2 separate regions of the Hordeum vulgare genome follow, and region 2 is linked to region 1. A link is a contact called in public Hi-C data. All regions are on one chromosome and are shown on one strand. Each heading gives the region's core, a stretch centred on a gene start, on an enhancer-like site or on the middle of the called end of the contact. The rest is flanking DNA. Distances are from core to core; before and after follow the strand shown.

The links. A called contact is a pair of places that touch in the nucleus more often than the background predicts.
Region 2: a contact with region 1 is called in a Hi-C map of leaf, with 6 times the contacts expected there. The contact joins the promoter of LOC123395907 here to the enhancer-like site in region 1. A contact is called at or near these places in 4 of 6 Hi-C or Micro-C datasets (leaf and seedling).

Annotation. Positions count from the first base shown.
Region 1 is chr5H:445,764,781-445,771,746 of MorexV3_pseudomolecules_assembly, forward strand. No RefSeq gene overlaps it. Among protein-coding and RNA genes, the nearest start is that of LOC123398327, 44 kb to the left of the region's middle. Within about 2 kb of position 4,526, at least 1 of the 3 cell types and tissues checked has open chromatin away from gene starts, as enhancers often do. A contact at or near this core is called in leaf, where this site is marked.
Region 2 is chr5H:446,043,605-446,050,570 of MorexV3_pseudomolecules_assembly, forward strand. LOC123395907 (WRKY transcription factor WRKY76-like) reads left to right here and starts at 4,567. Exons shown (of 4, transcript XM_045090933.1): 1 at 4,567-4,818; 2 at 4,926-5,276; 3 at 5,365-5,481; 4 at 5,601-6,295. The coding sequence starts at 4,663. The coding sequence ends at 5,972.

The DNA of each region.
Region 1 (6,966 bases), core at 3,276-5,775:
AAACCTGCCCTAAACTCCACCAAAAATTTTGAAATTTTTTGCAGCCTATTTTCTTCCAATGAGAGTGCTCCCCTCCAAATTTCAGCATCAATTTTTTTTTCTAGATAAGGTTTTCTTTCTGTCGAGCACCTCACCTACACCTGACTCAAATTGTCTGAATTTATTTCAAACCAAACTTCAGACATGCGCAACCTTTCCCCCTCGTCATCAATCTCGCTAGTAGGAGCGAGTTTGCCGTCGCTCTTGTGCCTCGACCCTATCCCTAGTGCCGCCGGAGGCTTGGACTCTTCCTCTCGTCGGTAGCTCACCGACAGAGACGACCAAAGGCCTGGCAGCGGCTCTGCAGCAGCTGGAGCAACTCCATGCTTTGCTCCCGCGCCGCCCGGCACCGCCCTCTGCTCCTGCTGCCGTCGCATGCCCCTCCTCGACCCTGTGCTCCGCAAAGATCGTTGCCACGCCCCGTACAGCTCAGAGCACGAGTTGTGCAGCCGCAGTGCGTAGCAATGGCCGCGTCGTCGCCGCATTGCAACGGTAGATGACCAAGCCCCTCTGGTAAAAAATGGAGCCACAGTAGTGATTAGGTGTGATCCCCGTCACCTAACCGCTTGCCCAAGCTCGTGCATCGCCGGATCGCTCGTCAGAGTTAATGTCGTAGCTCGTCTCGCGGCGCCTATAAATAGAGCCTCCCTCCAGTGCTTTTGACCTCGCCAAGCTCATCCCCATCCTCCATCTCCACCTCTAGGGACCAGCTGATCTAGGAAGGGGTCCCCGAAGGGCCTTCTTCCCCAGCTCCGGTCGCCCCGATCCGCTTCGGGATCCGACCGCTCCCGTGCAGTGTAAGTAGGGGTAGGACCCCTGAGGCCTTCGTTTGCATCTAGGAGCTCCTCCCTTGCTTACCCCGTGCTCAATTTCATCGCAGAGGCCCTTTGTCGTCGATTTCCTCGCGTCACCGGAGTTGCCGCCGCCGGAGATCTGCTGCCGTCGACGTGAGGCCTCCCCCGCTGTCCAATCCATCTCCATTAGTCAGGCGAGTCAACGGTGAGTGCACCCACACCCCCAGCTGGCTCTCCCCTTCCTCCTAGCGTCGCCGGTGATCGCCGGATGCTTCTGGCGCTGGTGGGCATTCGAACCTGACACGGGGACCCCCTCTGTCAGTGTCTCTCTCCCCCTCCGAAGCGTTTCGATAGAAACGTATTCGGCCAATTGCCGTTTTCCTTTTGGGGAAACGCCTTTCCCGTCGGGCGTTTTGACTAAATCTCAGTCTAGCCCCCTGGTTCTATTAAAACTAATTGCAGAATAGTCCCTGATAATGTTTTGGCTATAACTTTTGATCCATAACTTATTTTTCAGTGATTCTTTTTGAAAATTGTTCCTGGTAATGCCTAGTTTATTTTAAGATTTTTCTAAAAATATTTTGAGACCAGTAGCTAGGCAGTACCACTTATACCCTTGTTTGATCTATACCATAGATTCCGACACCGAAATACCGGACGCCAACTGCACCGAGCTTGATCCCGACTATGTGGAACTAGGTAAGCATGTTTGTTACTTTTGGTGTGCTGTTTGCTAACTTAGCTCATATTTATTATTCAGCCCTTGCATATTTCATACCTGCTATACATATTCAACCATAATAAAAATACGATGATGGCAAGTGGTAGTTATGAAAAGGTTGTGGAATAGTGTAGTCACGCGGAATGTGATAGGCTATGACCTTGTCATGGATTGAGCACAATGGTGGTGATAAAAGTTTGGTAAACTCCAGTATCGACCTAGATCGAGTCTTGTCCGTGTAGTACTTCTTATCGTGCAACCACAGTTCCCTGGATAATGGGTTCGGTATAGTCATTTGTAGACCTATTATCAGTCACACACCAAGTAGAGGGGCCGGTATGAAGGTATCCATGGCCTTGGAATAAATCTAGTCATCCGGTCAGGGGGCATGGGTGTTTCTGGTCTGGGACCGGGAGGGAGGGCACTCCCCGTTAGTGCACGATATAAATATTGTTGATCCCATGCTAGTTGAGGCCGGAGCCTCCCCGTCTTATAATTTTACCTTGGCAGCGTAGTCCGGGTGAATCTGGGCTTCGTGGAGGTAAAGTGGGTTTGTGACGATTCTGAGCGTCCACTTCTAAAATGTCGTACGGGAAACTAATCGTATTGACTATTGAAAACAGTGGGCTATGGGTAAAGAGTACACCCTCTGCAGAGTCAAAACTATTCGAGTAGCCGTGTCCCCGGTCAAGGACGTTGTTTGACGAGTCAAGTATCGGTCCTAGAGTCGGTCTTTGGAGTATACGTGTTATTAATAATATTGGATGTGGTGCACCATATGATGATGCAGGACATTATCATATCGTGTATTATTATTCTGGACTAACCATTATGATTCTCTTTGTTGGGTATCCTTGGGACGGTTCCACCTCCTGGATATTTAAAATTTTATTCTTATAAGCACTTTATGTGGTGTCGCTCAGACGCCCGACTGTGGTATTGTTTTTATTATTCTTATAAGCCCTTTATGTAGTGTCACTGAGACGCCCGACTGCGGCACATTGTTTTATTTTATCCATGCCCTTACTGTGGTGTCGCAGAGACGCCCGTTCGAGGCTTATTAATTATTTCATGCCCTGTGTGTGGTGTCGCGCAGACTCCCGACGGTGGCTTATTTTATTTTATTTTCTGTTATGGATATCTCGGGAGGACTACCGCCTGATTTATCCTCTAACTTATTTATTTTCTGCACTTATATTATGAATATAACTTGATCCTAACCATGCATAATAAAATCAACTGCATGCATTTCATCATTGTACAAACTGTTTGCGAGTACTTCTCGAAGTACTCACTGGCTTGTTGTTGTGGCCAGATATGGATGAAGGAGACCTCATGGATGAGAAGTTCGATAGAGAGTCCGATGTGTAGAGGAGTCCGAGTCAGTCTTGCGATCCTGGAGTCCGTCGCTGTTTTATTGCACCGCTTCCGCCACCTCGAATAAATTGTTGAGCTTCACTCTGAGGCTTAACGCGTAGTAGTAGTACTCGTCATGTCACATTACTCTGATGTGACATGTCCCCTTTATTTTCGCGAGCAGTAGAGTCACCCTAAGACCACTGTAACATTTCCATCTATCCTAAGACTTGAATGTGTTGTAATAATTTGTAGAGTGACCCTCGCTCTACTTGTAATATATTGAGTACTACTGGTTTTCTGCATCAAGTTGAGTTTGTCAGTGGGAAATATTTTCTTCACCCTGGACACGAATGGCTGATTTCCAATTAAATCTGTTATTTGGAAACCGGTCGTGAAAAAAAACTAGGTAGAAAGGAGGTATGCATGTATGTAATTTATTGCTAAAATTAATCCCATATACCTAAGAGAGTCATCCCTATAATTTATTTATCTCAACATGCAAACATATCATCTCATCATATAATTATGAATGAGATAAGACTCACCTCAACATGCAAATCATGCATGGGAAGGGACTCACCACAACATTCGACCATGCATGAAAAAATGTTTTTCACTTAATCATTCTACTTATATTCAATAAATATTGTTACAATTATACATGATCAAATATAACAAGTCATATGTATTTTAACTTCTGATTTCATCTTTATCAACTGTTGTCAACCAATTTCCACAACAACGCGTGGGGTATCATGTAGTTTGGTTAATCTGCTATAGCTGCATGCACTCTTAACACATGGTAGGGAGGGCAAGCTATTTAGATAAAAAATTGTGTGAATATGAATATTAGTATTATTAGTAATATGTTGCTTACCTTTAATCACATAATGTGTCATGAGTTATCACTTAAAAGAGAGTTAAAGAAATATAGGATAAGGAAACTACTCCCTCCGTTTCAAAAAGCTTGTTCCAATCTTGACCCTGGTGCTAGATACATTTATTTGAAGAACAAGTTTTTTCGACAAAATGGATAGATATGAAGGACCCACACATGCATGCAATAAATTGCTGTAAGTAATTTGGTTAGTGTGGCATGGCTGCATGTGTTATAAAATATGGTACTAGGAGAAGATATACTCCCTTCGTTTCTAAATATAATTCTTTTTAGAGCCTTCACTAGAGGATGTATATAGACATATTTCAGAATGTATATTTATTTATTTTGCTCCGTATCTAGCCCCCTAATAAAATCTTTATAAAAACTTATATTTAGGAACTGAGGAGAAGATACATGAGCTTTCATATGCACAAATATATTTTTATGTAAAAACGTTTTGAAACACAAATGAATATTTTATTGTATTATTTATATTGCGATGCTCTTTTTTCCCCAATATATGGAGTTTTCTAAGTATAAACTTTTTTTTAAAATGGACAATTATTTGGGATTGTGGGCTTAAGGCATCAAATAGGTAGGTGTGCTCTAGTTTTCCGGTTCTTTTCTTGTCCGGTCTCGTTGCTATCATGGGTCACGGCCAGTCTTTGTTCGCTCCTCGTTGCTCTCACGGGTCACAACTTGCAAAATGTATACCATCAATAATGCTCCACTTGCACAAACAAAACCTACAGACTCGAGGTCAAGGACGCGGCGATAGGAAATACTACTAGGTACACATTACAATATAATACAAGAAGTAAAGTAGAAGAGTGACCAGACGGAGTATTTTCCTTCAACGAAGCGATGATTAACGTGGATGCGTAAGAGCATCTACATTCAAAACTTATAAAAATGATACTTTAAACGTGTGGGGACGTGACCGAACGTGTCCGTATGAATTGACCGGACACATCTAAAAAAAAGTAATGCATCTGAATATTTTATATTAAATTTTTCAAATTTATATAAAAGCATGCAAACATATAGACCTACATACTACGTATAAACTATCTACGTCGGAGATTTAGATGATCTCCGTGCCCTACGATGGATAGATATGCGGCAGGTGCAGCTCCGCCCCTTCCGGTGCCTCTACTGCGCCCCCTCCGATGCCTCCGGTTGATCCGTTGCGGCTTCCTTTGCCGCTATTTTTGCCTCAAGCTCGTCGAAAAGGGCGTCGGCACCCGCCTGCCTCTGCCGGATGTGCCGACGATTGGACTCCACCTCGGCCTCATCCCGGATAGAATCCAGGATGACCTGCTGCTCCGTCATCTTGTCAGCTTGGGCGACGACGAACTCCACCCCCGCCTTCGCCATGTTCAAGCCTAGAGCATGGATCTCCGGGCGTCCTCCTTCTTCTGGACGTCCTCCTCCATGGCCCCCGACACCTCCTCCTCCGGTTGCTCCGCCTCCTCCTCCATTTTCGACGAGTCCTAAGGGAGACCCCCAGCAATGCAGGCGACGCGTGAGCCTGGATCTCTGCCTCGATCTGCATTCGATACTCCGATGTGAGCCGATCGTAGGTGCTGATCCTACAACGGACAATACTGAGGCCGAGAAGGGGGGGGGAGGGGGAGGAGGCCGATGGGATTGAGTGACAACGAAGGGAGGAAGGATGTGAATCTGCTAGGGCTAGGGGATGCAAACAGTCTTAAGTAGCCGGCTATGGCCTCGGGCGGCGAGTGGGAGCGGCGCCACTCACACCACGGCAACGATCGAGGCGCACGTCAGACCTTTGGGTTTTTGGACGAGTCCGCATGGGACCACGTCGTCAGGACGGCGTGGCGGGCGTGCCCGGACTGCCCTATATCCGCCTCATGTTAGGGTTGGATATGAGGAATGCCGGTCAGCCCGGGTGTTTGAGGTCTGTATGAAGGACCTGACTGGATAATGTTTTGTGACCGGTCGACTTGTCCGAATGTTAGAGACTGATATAAGAGCAACTCCAACCGGCTGACCCAAACGGACGCGCACTATGTCCGTATTTTGTCCGTTTGGGTTGGCCCGATGGACATCTGTGTCCGCTTTTGCAATTGGGTCCGCGCTTGCGCTCGAGCGACCCATTTTTAGATGACCTGAAAAAATATATAAGTAAATATTTTAAAAATATGGAAAACCATTAATTAAATATTTAATGCGGCCTGGAAGGCCGGCGATAGTCCACATTACATTAAACATAAAATTAAATAAACTAAAAATGAGGAGACGCGCTGCCCTAGGCGTCCTCTTTGTCATCGTTGTTGGGGACGATAAGGCAGCGTAACATCGAGGTAGGGGGGGAGGAGTACGCGGTGCCCTCAACGCCACCTCGCCTGGTGCACTCGTATGCTGACCCGCTGGCGAGGCGGACGGGAAGACGCTGGCGACGGGAGCGCGCAGACAGGGATGACGGGGAACTTGCCCTTGTCTTTGCTAGAGAAGAAACGCATGATGACTATGATTTGCCGTCGGCGGGGGAGCAGCGGGTGGCTAGATGTGGATGGAGACGACTTCTGAAAGAGGATGAGCACCCCTCCCCCTCCCCGCGCGCACGCTCGGATGAAAAAAGGACGTATGTGGGTCGCTGATGCGTGGGTCCGTGATGGACGGTCATTGATAATAAAGACAATGTTGATTTTGACTAGGCGCCACGTGTGGACGGACCCGAACATGAAAAGGCGCACGCCGCATCCGCGCCGATGCATTTCGGACTCAATTTTAGACCGAAAATAGGTGCGTATAGACGTGAAGTGGACGCCTTTTGAGTTTGAATCGACGCGTTAGGTCTTTATTTTTGTCTGCGTCGACCAAAACAAACACGAACGGATGATTTGAATCGTTTCATTGGAGTTTTTTCTTAAACACAGTACAGACGCAAACGCTCATATACGCGCGCATACATTCGTCTCTATAAACACACACACGCACACCCTACCCCCTATAACCATCTCCGAAAGACTGAGCCGACATGTCATCTTAAGATTTACAAAGTCACCGTAGGCGCCTTGTCATCGACGGGAACGTCTCCTCTCACTAAAAACGCATCCCCGAAAATTCTGAAATAAATCCAGAAATAATACAAACACCAGGATTTGAACCCTGATGAGTTAAAAATATCATGATCTATCTAACAA
Region 2 (6,966 bases), core at 3,317-5,816, 280 kb after region 1:
ATGACCATCTATTGATCGATGAGCTAGCCAACTAGGGGCTCTCTAGGGACATGTTGTGGTCTATGTATTCACACAAGTATTGGGATTTATGGTTAATACAATTATAGCATGAATAGTAGACAATTATCATGAACAAAGAAATATAATAATAACCACTTTATTATTGCCTCTCGGGCATATTTCCAACCATTATGTCGATTGTAGGCGGGATGGTGACTCTACTAGTGCAGCCTTTTCAGTCATCTCCATATCGACGGTTATTATAGCTATCAGCCGATATACTGACTCTGTAGGAAGTCTAGCATGCTTCTTTAGTGCTGCTCTTCGATCAGAATTCCTCTTACTTGGTTAACCTGACGGCGGCATTGTGTCGAAGTAGAGTACATGTGAAATAGGGTAAGATAAGACAATAGGGTAAGTAAAATCTGCAGACACAGAAATGGAACTAGCTGAAGTGAAAGTTACAACCAATACCATGTGCATTAAGGTTCTCGTTCAAATCATAGACAAACTCATCATTGTTGTGTTACCACAGCTCTCGCCACTATGACTAACATCGAGAAATTCAACCAATGAAGTATCGAAGAACAAAACATCATTGAATTAACGCAATACTAGCGAGACACCGCGTCGACCTCGATAGGCAGGCATGCCAGCATCGTCATATCATGTCAATAGCCATGCCCGTAAAGGCTCGAAAGAGTGAATTGGTGAAGAAGATGGTGCTATCGCACACGACGGCCAAGGAACCCCATCGACAAAATACAAAAAGAACTAACTCGTCATCCATGAAGATCTGCGAGGAAAAAACCACCAGCTCCTCAGCAACAACCACGCAAAGCGTCACCGAGACGGGGTTGTGGCCTGAGGACATTTATTCGAGAAAATATCACCAGAACCATCGAAGCGACATCACCACGACACAAAAGGAACTTGCAAGTAAGAGAATTATCTCCTCTCCGCTCTGCGACACCGAAGTAGACATTGTGGAGCAGAGGGGCGACAATTGGATCTATGGTGACGGCTAGGAGAACACTGGCCTACGCAAACAAATTTAGGTGTTTCGTTGTAGGCATTCAATGATTTCTTTTTGTGTCAAAATGTCAAATAAAAGGAGAAAATGCTAGAGGTATGTTTAGGCCAATTAGGCTGTTGGTGATCGTGAATACTAACAACTGTGTGATACTATACCAAGTATTCAACTACCAATTATGACACCCTAGTTATGTAGAATTTACATACAAATTATAAAGATTTCTTCCCCTAATTATTTTGCATGGTTACATGTGGAATATTAGTCTTAAATTTTCACTTACGCCCCACTTTAACAAGATTCACTACTTCCTTCGTCTCGGTGTAAAAGTCATCTTAGGTTGTACACCACGACCAAAACTGAGAGAAAAATGAAAGAAATTAATGTTAATTTGCTAATTAATATCATTGCAATGAATTGATCACTCCATGTCACGCTAGTTAGTCTCAAGTCATTAAAGACATAAACGTCCCACGTCTTTTATTAGTTTATTGTTTTATTCATATTAAAAGCAAAAAAACGAGGTAAAAATTAATGCAACGCGGCTAGGTATTTTAGTATTTTTTAGTTTTTATATGATGACTTATACACCGAAAAGGATGAAATATATGTTTCTCCAAAAAATGAGTGGATTGGAGAGAACGGTGCATGGGTCCCACCGGTAAATGACACGCACGGTCAACTTGTTCGCGTGGCAAACGGAGGTTTTCCCTGCAGTAAACATGAGTTTACGGCAGCAATACACGAAACATAGTATGTTGCTTTAAAAAGTCGTTCATCCATCAGGAAAAAGAAAATCATTCATCCTGTTTCCTTCTAAAGGACACGTAGCACTCTTCGTGGTAGAATTTTGCTTCGTCCGAAAGTAATCTGACGGGTTCTCCCCTGCCTGAAAATTAACAGCCGACGACTTCAATTAGTTCCAGGTCAATAGTATATTCAGAATCCAGAAAGACTTCCGCCGAGACTTGACAAAGCTACGACGCGTCTCTCTCTCTCTCCAGCGCTCTCTCTCTCTCTCTCTCCAGCTCCTACATAAGCAAATGACATACTCCCCCTGACGCAGGGCGCATGCGGTCACCACCGTGCCAGAACGGTGATGCCTCTCTCGGCTGGAGTCGTGCATCGGGTCACGCCGTACGAGACAAGGCAAAGTTCAGTAACTAGATCTCCCTGCAGTCACCATCGGGCTAAGATGGAGTACTACTGTACAGGTCGGGGGTTTACTACTGAGTTGAGAACTTTCTTACTATCATCTCGCAGCACAAAAACAGTCTGAACGGACCGCTAATTTCGGAGGCATGCTCTCGTTGTAGAAACATGTTAGAGAAGATAGCCTAAAAGAAATCGTTGAAGTTCCGCACCCTTCTCGTGCAAAAATATGCCACTTAGAATCTGAACGGAACAAGCACTTCATCAACAATTTGAATTATTCAGACGACGAGGCGCCAGGTATGATCGCATTATGTGCATCATTTCCACGCCCCTTCACTGCACGAGATTCTTGCGAGGACCACCGTGTGTTTTGTGTTGGTGTGCTCGATTTCATCTACACAGTACTATTTCGTCACACGACGCAGTAGCTCCTCCAAGACATACAAACAAACGAGTCCGGGCCAAATTCACTGTATTAACCCTTTCTCTAAAGTAAAACCGGATCCGATTCCTATAAGGAAAAAAAATGAATCTAACCCTTTTGCTACCGTCATTTGACGGTAGGAAAATGACGTGCCGCTAAAGGGCTCGCGGTAGCAAAAGTAACCCTACCGCCAAGGCGTCCGACGGTAGGTATGCGCACGCACTGTATCTGCAACTTAGAATTCTTTTTACGATAGGCGTGCAACCTACCGCCACGGACCTCGGCGGTAGATTGTTATAGCCTACCGACAAGGGGTCCACTGGTAACAAAAGGGTCAGGTCCGAATTTTTTCCCACTAGGGTCAGATCCGGCTTAACATTCAGAAAAATGTCAAAACAGTGAATTTGGCCATGAGTCGGGCATAAAACCTAGGAAACATCAGGCCCTCGCGTCGCCCCCTCTAGGGCGACTCGGGCGGCTCCCAAACCCAGCCGTCGAGGGCATGCGCTCCCTCCTCCCCTCTCTCCTTCACCGTCGAGGGACGCTGCCAGGCAATGCTCGGAGCTGACGGCGGTAGCGAAGACATCCCTCTCTCCCGTGTGGTGCGGGCCCCCTGTACGTGCGGAGGCATGGTCGATCTAGCGGAGCGATGGCGATGGTTGCATCGTCGACGACGGTGGCCGGCCCTGCCTCAGGCGACGGCGACTGCAGGCACGTCGGGCAGGCCGGTCACGGGCAGCTGCGTGCGGCGGGTGGCCTGGTTCGGGTGGCGGTGACGGGCTATGCTGCGGCGATGCGTCATCCGGCTTCAGATCTGCGGCGGCGTTGAGCGCCTGGTGGACTGCTCGGCGGCACCTTCGATCAGATATATTCTGGCCGGTGCAGCTGGAAATGGCGGTCATCTCCTGTGTCGAAGGTGGTCGGCCTGAGGCTGGGTGGTTGGATCTCGAGATTCGTCATCTAGTCCCGGTTGCGAGTTGGGAAGACATAGTTACCGGTGAAAACCGCACCGATGTTAGGCGATGGCGGCGTTCTGCTTCATTACCTTGATGAAGACATCGTCGTGTAACCACTGTTGACCAACTCGTGCTGCCCCGAGGAACCCCTAGGATCTGGTCTTTCAGATCGCACGATGGCGACACTACGGTGTCGTGTCTCTGTTGGAGCATCGCTTCTGGAGTAGCGCCGGAAGACACAGGAAGGCGGTGGAGTGGCTTCGTCTCAACGGGGCTTCTGTGGAGATGCCAAGTCATGCGTGACCGACAGTTGCTACGCTATGTCATGCCTGCTCGGCAGGTGGTACGCACGACAGATCTTCCGGAGCCTTCATGTCAGGATGGACGAGCGCATGGCGATGACGTCGTTGGGCTTCGTGGTGGCGTTGACGGATGAACGGACTGACAAGGGTGATGCAGATCTCTCTCTTGAAGATGAGACAACGGTTCGATGATGATGAGGATTTCTAAAAGTTGCGCAAGTGGTATACGATTTAGGTTTGCTGCATCGATTGTTGTTCGGATACGTTATAGGGATGGATCGATGATGACATCAGTATTTGATATGAATAATGAGAACACTAATTATTATCATGTTTATAGGTGTGAGTGATAACTTCATATAGCTTAATGTTTGTCGTACCTTCATTAAAATAATTAATAAAAATAACTGTAGGTCGGATTTAACCTCCTTTTCTGTAAAAGCGATGCAGAGACCGCGACCGCACCTTGCAGCTTGCTAGTATGACGCGGGCAAGGCTGACGTTGCGGCATGACACTACCCGAACGTACTACGTCGAATTCAATAATGGCACGACCCACGGACCCAGTCTGACAACTGCGCCCCCGTTTTCCCACGCGACCGCGGCGTCCCGCTCCGTCCAAACGACATGTCCCCCCGACCTCCCGCTATATCTACCGGCCCTTTGGGGATGCCAGGCATTCAGATGACTCGAGCTCCTGGTTGATTCTTCAGCATAGTAATCGCAGTCTCAGCCTCTCAGGTTCACAGTGGTAGGAAGTTTGCAGGGTCGTGCCCGTGTAATTGCTGATCAATGGAAACGGCGCGGTGGTCGCCCGTCTGCCTCGACCTCATGGTCGGGCTACCCATGGTGCGCGAGCCGTCTCCGGCGAGGCGCGCCGGAATGAGAACCCAAGCTGACATTGCTAGCTCACCCTGCGGCAGAGCAGCTTCCATGACCAACGGCGAGGTATGCAACCGTTCAACCACACTCCGTTGTTTGTCACTCCGTCTCTTTCCCGCTTTTCGCGCGCTCGAGGTGCTGGATTTGATTTTCGAAATGTGGGGGATTTCCAGGCTAGTAAGATGATGGAGGCGAAATTCACGGAGGTAAGCGAGGAGAACCGGAGGCTGACGGAGATGATCGGCTACCTGTACGCTAACCAGAGTTTCGCGCGACACAGCCCCGAAGGGGACGGCGAGCAGCCCGCGAGCACCGCCGCGTCGCCGACATCACCGGTGGGCAAGAAAAGGAGCAGGGAGAGCATGGACACGTCGGATTCCGGCGATGGCAACAGCGACAAGAAGATGACTGGTATGGTCGAGGCCGAGCATGTTGACGTCGAGAGCCCGCTGAGCAACGGCACTTGCCGGAGAATCAAGGTCAAGAGGGTCTGCACCCGGATCGACCCATCGGACACGAGCCTCGTAAGTGCCAAATCAATTCAATCAAAGCTTAGCTGAAAACAATGGCAACTGTACTTACACCGAGATCGATTGCTTCTGAATTCTGAAGGTTGTGAAAGACGGGTATCAATGGCGGAAGTACGGGCAGAAGGTGACACGGGACAACCCCTCCCCCCGAGCCTACTTCCGATGCGCCTTCGCGCCGTCCTGCCCTGTCAAGAAGAAGGTATCGTACAAACTCCGCCCAATTCGACGAGCATTGTGCTGCAGCAGCAGCAGCATCTTGTGCTTGTGCGGTCTGAGAAGCTTATGTTCTGACACTAATCTCTATCCATGGTGGTGCAGGTGCAGAGAAGCGCCGAGGACAGCTCGATGGTGGAGGCGACGTACGAGGGCGAGCACAACCACCCGCGCCCCACGCGGGCCGGCGAGCTGCCGAGCTGCGCGGCGGGGGGCGGCGGCCCGGTGCCGTGCTCCATCTCCATCAACTCCTCCGGCCCGACCATCACGCTGGACCTCACCAAGGACGGGGGAGGTGTGCAGGTGGTCGAGGCAGCAGGGGAGGCGCAGCCGGACCTGAAGAAGGTGTGCCGGGAGGTCGCGTCGCCGGAGTTCCGGGCGGCTCTGGTGGAGCAGATGGCCCGCGAGCTCACCGGCGACCGAAAGTTCACCGACGCGCTCGCCGCCGCCATCCTGCGGAAGCTGCCGGATTATTAGCATTCAAGTAGAATCTGTTGAGACTGTGCATACTTCAGAAACTTCCGCCCGTGCGGTTTTCTTGTACAGCTTCAGAAAGGAAGTTCCTAGCACTTCTCTGCTGAGATTTAGGGCCTAGTTCTCCCCCGAATTGTACTGCATAATTTGCATTTTTCTTGCTATTTGAGGATCTGAATCGTACCACAGAAAAATAATGTATCAGGGGAAAAGAAGGTATGACAAAGATAACTTGAATCGCACCACAATTTGAAATTTTACTTGTTAATTTCTCTGTTCCAAAATATAGAAATGTTCAGCTTTGTCCTAAGTCAAAAAATTTATTAGACTGTATACCTCTTATATATATATAAGATAACCACATTTGTATTGGTGTCGAGCAGTTTTCACCTAAACCTTGTTTTATATGATATCACATTAGGTTAGATTAAATCGCTTCCGTCTCGTATGCCGCCGCCGCCTCATGGCCTCTGCTTCGGGCGCCGTCGCTGCCATCCATGCCGCCCCGGCCGCCCCACCCGTCGTCCTCTCGGCTCGTGCCGCTCCGAACGCCTAGGCCTCCCCGCTCTTGGCCTCGCGACCGCTCGACTCCCTGGCTGGCATGGCTGCCCCGCCTGTTGGGGAACGTCGCATGGGAAACAAAAATTTTCGTACGCGCACGAAGACCTATCATGATGATGTCCATCTACGAGGGGGATTTCAGATCTACGTACCCTTGTAGATCGCACAGCAGAAGCGTTAATAAACGCAGTTGATGTAGTGGAACGTCCTCACGTCCCTCGATCCGCCCCGCGAACCGTCCCACGAACCGTCCCGTGATCCGTCCCACAATCCGCTCCGATCTAGTGCCGAACGGACGACACCTCCGCGTTCAGCACACGTACAGCTCGACGATGATCTCGGCCTTCTTGATCCAGCAAAAGAGACGGAGAGGTAGATGAGTTCTCCGGCAGCGTGACGACGCTCCGGAGGTTGGTGGTGATCTAATCTCAGCAGG